2 separate regions of the Macaca mulatta genome follow, and region 2 is linked to region 1. The links are chromatin contacts, called in public Hi-C maps. All regions are on one chromosome and are shown on one strand. Each heading gives the region's core, a stretch centred on a gene start, on an enhancer-like site or on the middle of the called end of the contact. The rest is flanking DNA. Distances are from core to core; before and after follow the strand shown.

The links. A called contact is a pair of places that touch in the nucleus more often than the background predicts.
Region 2: a contact with region 1 is called in a Hi-C map of cortical neurons, with 4 times the contacts expected there. The contact joins the enhancer-like site here to the promoter of POP7 in region 1. A contact is called at or near these places in 4 of 14 Hi-C or Micro-C datasets (cortical neurons, fetal cortex germinal zone, fetal cortical plate and 1 more).

Annotation. Positions count from the first base shown.
Region 1 is chr3:47,915,367-47,919,432 of T2T-MMU8v2.0, forward strand. It overlaps POP7 (POP7 homolog, ribonuclease P/MRP subunit), which reads left to right and starts at 2,395. Exons shown (of 2, transcript NM_001261725.2): 1 at 2,395-2,617; 2 at 3,408-3,858. The coding sequence starts at 3,418. The coding sequence ends at 3,840.
Region 2 is chr3:48,051,129-48,055,194 of T2T-MMU8v2.0, forward strand. All of the region lies in intron 1 of SLC12A9 (solute carrier family 12 member 9), which reads left to right. Among named protein-coding and RNA genes, the nearest start is that of EPHB4, 11 kb to the left of the region's middle. Within about 2 kb of position 1,768, at least 32 of the 40 cell types and tissues checked have an H3K27ac peak or open chromatin away from gene starts, as enhancers often do. A contact at or near this core is called in cortical neurons, fetal cortex germinal zone, fetal cortical plate and 1 more, where this site is marked.

The DNA.
Region 1 (4,066 bases), core at 1,145-3,644:
ACTCCAGCCTGGGTGACAGAGCGAGACTCCGTCTCAAAAAAAAAAAAAAAAAAAAAAAAAGAATGAATCTCTGGAAACTAGCAATTAGAGCCAGACCTCCCTAGGACCAAGGAGACAGGAGTCGGGGAAAAGGACACTACAGATGATGCCCACAGTCTCAAGCACTGTGGCATATGCTTGACTTCAGAGCATTCTGGCGCTCAAGGTCAAGTGTGGAGCCATCTATATATCTTGTCAACGCAAATGCCTGCAACCGCTACAATTAACAGGATATGGGAGAGAGGAGGCGCATCATGTGTGGAGGAATGAATCAGTCCCAACAATTATGTGAACATTTCGAAAATTTCAATACCAAGGATTAACTTCTAAAATACAACTTTACATACTGGCGCATGCCTGTAGTCCTAGCTATTCAGGTGGCTGGGGCAGGAGGATTGCTTGAGCCCAGGAGGTTGAGGCTGCAGTGAGCTATGATCACACCACTGCACTCCAGCCTGGGCAACAGACTGAGACCCTGTCTCAAAAAAAAAAAAAAAAAAAAAAAGACAAGTTTAGGCTGAGCACAGTGGCTCACACCTGTAATCCCAGCACTTTGGGAGGCCAAGGTGGGAGGATTGCTTGAGCCCAGGAGTTTGAAACCAGCCTGGGCCACAAAGTGAGACTCCATCTCTACAAAAAAATTAAAAAATTAGCTGTGCATTGTGGCACACACCTGTGGTCCCAGCTACACAGGAAGCTGACACAGGATGATGGCTTGAGCCCAGGAGTTCAGGGCTGCACTCAGCCATGTTCATGCCACTGCATTCCAGCCTGGGTGACAGAGGAGGACCCTGTCTCAAAAAAATGAAGTAAATTGGCCAGGTGCAGTGGCGTGTGCCTGTAATCCCAGCTACCCAGGAGGCTAAGGCACAAAAATCTCTTGAACCTGGTAGGCGGAAGTTGCAGTGAGCTGTGATCACACCACTGCACTTCAGCCTAGGCAACAGACTGAAACCCTGTCTTTAAAAAAAATAAAAATAAAAGACAAGTTTAGGCTGAGTTAAGCCCAGTGGCTCACACCTGTAATCCCAGCACTTTGGGAGGCCAGGGTGGGAGGATCGCTTGAACTTAGGAGTTCAAAACGAGCCGGGGCCACAAAGTGAGACTCCATCTCTACAAAAAAATTTTTAAAACTCAGCTGTGCGTTGTGGCGCACACCTGTGGTCCCAGCTACACAGGAAGCTGACACAGGATGATCGCTTGAGCCCAGGAATTCAGGGCTGCAGTGAGCCGTGTTCACGCCACTGCACTCCAGCCTGGGTGACAGAGTAAGGCCCTGTCTCAAAAAAATTTAACAAATTGGCCAGGTGCTGTGGCGTGCGCCTGTAATCCCAGCTACTCAAGAGGCTGAGGCACAAGAATCGCTTGAACCTGGTAGGCAGAGGTTGCAGTGAGCTGAGATCACACCACTGCAGTCCAGCCTGGGCCACAAAGTGAGACCCTCTCTCAAAAATAAATAAATGCAAGTTTATAGTCAGAAGCTATACAGCTAGCCATTCAACAAAATGCATGTGCAATATGGTGGGGGAGCTGTTGTGAACATCCCCATTTGAATGCTGGGCAAACAGAGTAGTTCAAGGTCCCCAAAGGATGCAGCAGGTCCTACTCATTTCAGAAGGGAACTCTGTAGAAATCATCCAGTCTGGGCAGAGCCCCCACTCCACTGGCCTGGAGAGCCACGAATACGGCGCGCGTCCTCCCCACCTTGCCCACCAGGGGGCGACAAGTCCCTGTTAAGGGGTCGCGGGCCGCAGAGCTGGTGGGAAATGGTTGAGGGGCGTGTGTGGGTTAGCGTTCCTTGGGGACCCGTGAAGCCTGGGCTTAGGGCCCACAGCGTGGGTCCCCAGCACAGACAGGAGGCGGACAGCTTCCCGTGAACTGCAGGGGAGTCCCGGGACGCTGTCCTCCGGCGAGGTGGGGACCGGCTACGTCCCTCAGTTCCCCCCTCGGTCCTCGGGCCACAGGGACATTAGACTAGGGGGTCAGTTCTTCCAGCCCTGCTCAGGCCTCTTCTGACTAGAGGAGCTGCGACGAACGCGGAGTTCAGGCCTCTTGGCGACCGCGGTCTCCTGAACTCGACCCCCTCCCTGCTCCCATGGGGAAGAACCCCGCCCCTAGAACGGCCTCCCCTCCAGGTGTCTCCCCTACACTACCCCTCCGCCAGCCCTAAGGAGGCCGACCCTGCCCCTTCTAGCACCTCCCCTGCTTGGACCTGGTCCCCGCCCTCGGCCGCCCGCCAGTCCCCGAGGCGTACACGTGGTAGATCCCGTCAGTCCCGGAAGTCTCGCGTTACTCAAATGCCTCGCGCAGTCGCACTTGCCCTCAGGGAAGGGGCGGGGTGAACGGAAGCCGGGAAGGAGATTCGTGGTTCGCGGGGTGCGGGCGCGCGTGCGCACTCCGCAGCCCGTTCAGGACAGCGGCGCTGGCAGGGTGCCCACGAGCCGGCGGGTTGGTTGCGCCCCCATCCTTCTTTCCCTGGGACCTGGGGTCGCGGTTACTTGGGCTGGCCGGCGAACCCTTCAGTGACCTGGCGAGGAGCGGGCCTCGCGCGCCTGGAAGGCTCTGTGGAGCGAAGAGAGTGAGCACGGGAGGGGCGGCGGAGAGGCGCGAGGTTGGGGGAGACGCGGGATCTGGAGGTGGGTAGGAGGGGACAAGGGGCCGGAAGGAAACAGGGATGTCGAGTGTGTCCCCTCTCGGGTGCACCTTTTGTTTTTTTTTTTTTTTTTTTTTTTTTTTTTTTTTTTTTTTTGAGACGGAGTCTCGCTCTGTCGCCCAGGCTGGAGTGCAGTGGCGCGATCTCGGCTCACTGCAAGCTCCGCCTCCCGGGTTCACGCCATTCTCCTGCCTCAGCCTCCCGAGTAGCTGGGACTACAGGCGCCCACAACTGCGCCCGGCTAATTTTTTCTATTTTTAGTAGAGACGGGGTTTCACCGTGGTCTCGATCTCCTGACCTTGTGATCCGCCCGCCTCGGCCTCCCAAAGTGCTGGGATTACAGGCGTGAGCCACCGCGCCCGGCGCACCTTTTGTTTTTGTATTTGTTTCAGACAGCGGCTTACTCTGTTTACCAGGCTAGAGTGCAGTGGCGCGATCCCGGCTCACTGTAGCCTCGAACTCCCGATCTCAAGCGATCCTCCCGCCTCGGCCCGGGTAATTGAAAAAAATTTTCTTAAGACAGGGTCTTGCTGTGTTGCCCAGGCTGGTATCAAACACGCGGGTTCCAGTGATCCTCCCGCCTCGGCCTCCCAAAGTGCTGAGGTTACAGGCGTGAGCCACTGCCGGGCCAGGTGCACCCTTTGTACAGGAAAAGGGGTAGGAAAGGCTTCGAGGTCACTGTGATCCCTCTGATCTCGTCCCTTTCCCATGCCAGGGCACACAGCATGGCAGAAAACCGTGAGCCCCGAGGTACCGTGGAGGCTGAACTGGATCCGGTGGAGTACACCCTTAGGAAAAGGCTTCCCAACCGCCTTCCCCGGAGGCCCAATGACATTTATGTCAACATGAAGACTGACTTTAAGGCCCAGCTGGCACGCTGCCAGAAGCTGCTGGACGGAGGGGCCCGGGGTCAGAACGCGTGCTCTGAGATCTACATTCACGGCTTGGGCCTGGCCATCAACCGCGCCATCAACATCGCGCTGCAGCTGCAGGCGGGCAGCTTCGGGTCCTTGCAGGTGGCTGCCAATACCTCCACCGTGGAGCTTGTTGATGAGCTGGAGCCGGAGACTGATACACGGGAGCCACTGACTCGGATCCGCAACAACTCAGCCATCCACATCCGAGTCTTCAGGGTCACACCCAAGTAGTTGAAAAGACACTCTTGGCCGGGCGCGGTGGCTCACGCCTGTAATCCCAGCACTTTGGGAGGCCGAGGCGGGCGGATCACAAGGTCAGGAGATCGAGACCACGGTGAAACCCCGTCTCTACTAAAAATACAAAAAATTAGCCGGGCGCGGTTGTGGGCGCCTGTAGTCCCAGCTACTCGGGAGGCTGAGGCAGGAGAATGGCGTGAACCCGGGAGGCGGAGCTTGC
Region 2 (4,066 bases), core at 518-3,017, 140 kb after region 1:
TTCATGCAGACTTTCCCATCCTGCTCCCCGCCTCAGTGCTGGGGATAGAGGAAGGGCTCTTGAGTGCTGTTGGAACAGCAAGAGGCTGAGAGAAATAGCTAGAAATGGCAGTGAGCATCAGTGAGCTGATAGGAATGAGAGGAGAAGAGCAGAGCTTTCAGCAGAGGCCAGGGATGCTAGAGGGCATGGAGGTGGAGGAGAGAGAGGCTAAGGGGCTAGGGCCAGAGCTAAGAACGGCTGTTCAGGGAGGGAAGTGGAAAGGTAGGCGGGAGTGGGAGGGTTGGGGAGAGGTAGTGGGAGGCTCATTGTCCCAGTAGGGGGAAGTCTTTTGTTTCCTCTCTTCCCCTGACAGCCTGGCAGGATATGAGGCCAAGCCCCCCCATGCCAGCATCCCTGCACCCACTAGACTACACTGTGGCCCCTTCCCTGACTATTGTGTCCTGGCTGGGAATAGGGGCAGGGGGAGGCAGGAGGCTGGCTCTAGGAGGGAAAGTAAGAAGGACTATTTGTGGCTGGAGGCTAGGATACCAGGGTCCGGAAGGGACAAGAAGCTCTTGGGCTGGTTAGGGGAGCTTGGCACAGAAAGGTCTGTGTGGGGAGGAGCAGGAAGCCAGGCCGGGTGGAGCCAGCACCGAGGGTAGCAGGTCGGGCCAGGGGAAGGTAGGCCGAGCCCCAGAGGAGATGACGCAGGGCCTCAGGCCTCTCCCAGCCCCCACTCTTCCAGCCTGGGGACTAGAGAGCGCACCTGAACCTCAGAGAACCCACCCCCCCTCCATTCCCTAAGGCTGACATCACCCCATGCGCCACAGCCCGGCAACCTGTCTGGCCAGAGCCTTCCACATCCAGCTGCTGCCCGGATACCCTCCCTCCCCAGGATCCAGGGGTCCGGCCTCGCACTGCTGCCCTCTAGGAACCCTGGAATTTCATCCCTCCCCTCGGCTCACTCCTGGGCCGTTTTGCCCCATCAGCTGTTCTTGCAGGAAAGGCGCCCAGCTCAGCTCGCCTCTCTTCCCGAGAGTCTTTTGTTTGCTGGGTCTGCAGGAAATTGGAGGGGCGGTGGCCAAGGGCTCATCTGCCCCTGGGACCTGGGGGAGGCGGCCCAGATTCACCAGACTTAATCCTGGGGAGTTTACAGCAGGAATGGGGTGGGGGAGGGTGGGGGTGAAGTGGGCGGATCTCCAGGAAATTAGCATTTAAGGCCTAACTCTGAGAGTGCCATTGGATCTCCTTGTCCCCTCAGAGCAGATGGGGCATGTGTGTGTTCCAGGATCGGGGATCCCTATAAGTGAGGGCTGGGGGGCCACTCTGAGGTCACCTAATAGGTTGACAGGGGCGTTGACACCAAGGGAGAGAATCTCTGATACTGAATCCCACAATCTCCTCTATTTCTATACACGATTTTTAAAAATAGAGATACGGGCTCGCTATGTTGCCCAGGCTGGTCTCGAACCTCTCGGCTCAAGCGATACTCTCGCCGTGGCCCCGCAAAGCGCTGGGATTACAGGCATGAGTCACTGCGCCCAGTCCCACAATCCGTCTTTTACACGCCTGGGATCCTGGGGATGAAAAGAGGTGGGGAGGCAGGTCGGACCAAACCGTCTTTGAGAATTATTATTTTTTCCATTAAAAAATGGTGGAGGGGACGACCCGCACGCAGCCCCACAATTCGCGCCTTCCCAGGACGCAACCGTAGAAAAGGCGGCGGCGTGGACGCTCTGGCGGGCCGGCGTCCTCTCGTTGGTTGCCCTCTCTCTGAAGCCATCTTGGGCGCCGCCATCCTTCCTTCCCGGCAGTCAGTCACGAGAGCAGCACGCCCCAGGCCTCCGACTGCTGGCGTGCAGTGGGGCGGATTCTGGAGAGTTGCAGCAGCCACCGTGAATGTTTGGTTTTTCCAGGCGCAGGGCAGTAGCGAAGAAAACTGAAGCTCCTGTTTCGTAGAGCTTAACTTCCTTTCGTTTTTGAGATAGGATCTCTCTCTGTTACCTACGCTGAGTGCATGGGCACGATCATAGCTCATTGCAGCCTCGAACTCCTGACCTCAAGTGATTCTCCACCCTTGGCCTCCCAAAGTGTTGGGATTAGAGGCCTGAGCCACCGAGCTCGTCCTGAGCTTAACTTTCTATTGGGAGTAGGCAATCAATGAACAAGATACATAAACAATATATATCAGTTAGATGGTGTTAAGTGCTATGGAGGAAAAAAAATAGGAAAAAGGGAGGAGGTACGATGGTTTAATTTTATTTTTATGTATTTATTTTTGAGACGGAGTCTCACTTTGTTACCCAGGCTGGAGTGCAGTGGTGCAATCGCGGCTCACTGCAACGTCCACCTCCCAAGTTCAATCAATTCTCCTGCCTCAGCCTCAAGAGTAGCTGGGATTACAGGTGTGTGCCACCACGCCCGCCCAGCTAATTTTTGTTTTTAGTAGAGACGGGTTTCACCATGTTGGGCAGGCTGGTCTTGAATTCCCAACCTCAGGTGATCCGCCTGCCTCGTGATTCCAAAGTGCTGGGATTGCAGGCGGGACCCACCACGCCCAGCCAATTTTATTTCATCTATTAATTTTTTAAAAAATTTATTTCGGCCGGGCGCGGTGGCTCAAGCCTGTAATCCCAGCACTTTGGGAGGCCGAGACGGCTGGATCACGAGGTCAGGAGATCGAGACCATCCTGGCTAACCCAGTGAAACCCCGTCTCTACTAAAAAATGCAAAAAAAAAAACCTAGCCGGGCGTGGTGGCGAGCGCCTGTAGTCCCAGCTACTCGGGAGGCTGAGGCAAGAGAATGGCGTAAGCCCGGGAGGCGGAGCTTGCAGTGAGCTGAGATCCGGCCACTGCACTCCAGCCTGGGCGACAGAGCGAGACTCCACCTCAAAAATAAATAAATAAATAAATAAATAATAAAAAATTTATTTCAATTTTTAAATTTTTTTGTGGAGACAGTCTTGTTATGTTGCCCAGGCTGGTCTCACACTCCTGGGCTCAAGTGATCCTCTTGCTTCCACCTCCCAAAGCTTTGGGATTGTAGCGCCCAGCCATGTGGTTCAATTTTATTTATTTATTTATTTATTTATTTATTTATTTATTTGAGACGGAGTCTCGCTCTGTTGCCCAGGCTGGAGTGCAGTGGCACGATCTCAGCTCACTGCAAGCTCCGCCTCCAGGGTTTACACCATTCTCCTGCCTCAGCCTCCTGAGTAGCTGGGACTACAGGCGCCTGCTACCTCGCCCGGCTAGCTTTTCGTATTTTTAGTAGAGACGGGGTTTCACCGTGTTAGCCAGGATGGTCTCGATCTCCTGACCTCATGATCCGCCCGTCTCGGCCTCCCAAAGTGCTGGGATTACAGGCTTGAGCCACCGCGCCCGGCCTGTGGTTCAATTTTAAATGGGATTGGCAGGGAAGATTTCACTAGGAAGATAATATTTGAGTCCAGAAGATCTAAAAGAGGTTCCGGGGTTGTCTGAGGAACAGCCCAGAGGCCCTAGTGGGGCACGCACAGGAGGTGAGAAGAGAGATGTGGGACTGGAGAGGCCGCATTACAGGCATGGACCACCATGCCTAGCATTCTGGAACACTTCTGAGCAAAGGAGATACTATTATTTATTTATTTATTTATTTACGTATGTATGTATGTATTTTGAGATGGAGTCTCACTCTGTCACCAAGGCTGGAGTACAGGGACGCGATCTCTGTTCACTGCGACCTGGCCTCCCAGGCTCAAGCGATCCTCCCACCTCACCATCCCCAGTACCTAGGATTACAGGCGTGCGGCACCATGCCAGCTAATTTTTTTGCATTTTTAGTAGAAATACAATGTTGGCCAGGCTGGTCTTAAACGCCTGACCTCAAGTGATCTGTCCGCCGTGGCCTCCCAAAATGGGGGAATTACAGGTGTGAGCCACTGCACCCAGCCGAGAGATGCTGTTAATATTGAAGTCAAGGCATCAGGCATACAGCAGGACTGTAGTTGGTAAGTCAGGCCATCCTCCTTACAGATGCGGCCTTTGGCTTTAACTTTGAGGAGAAAGGCATGTCATTGGAGAATTATGAAAGGTGGCAACCATCAGG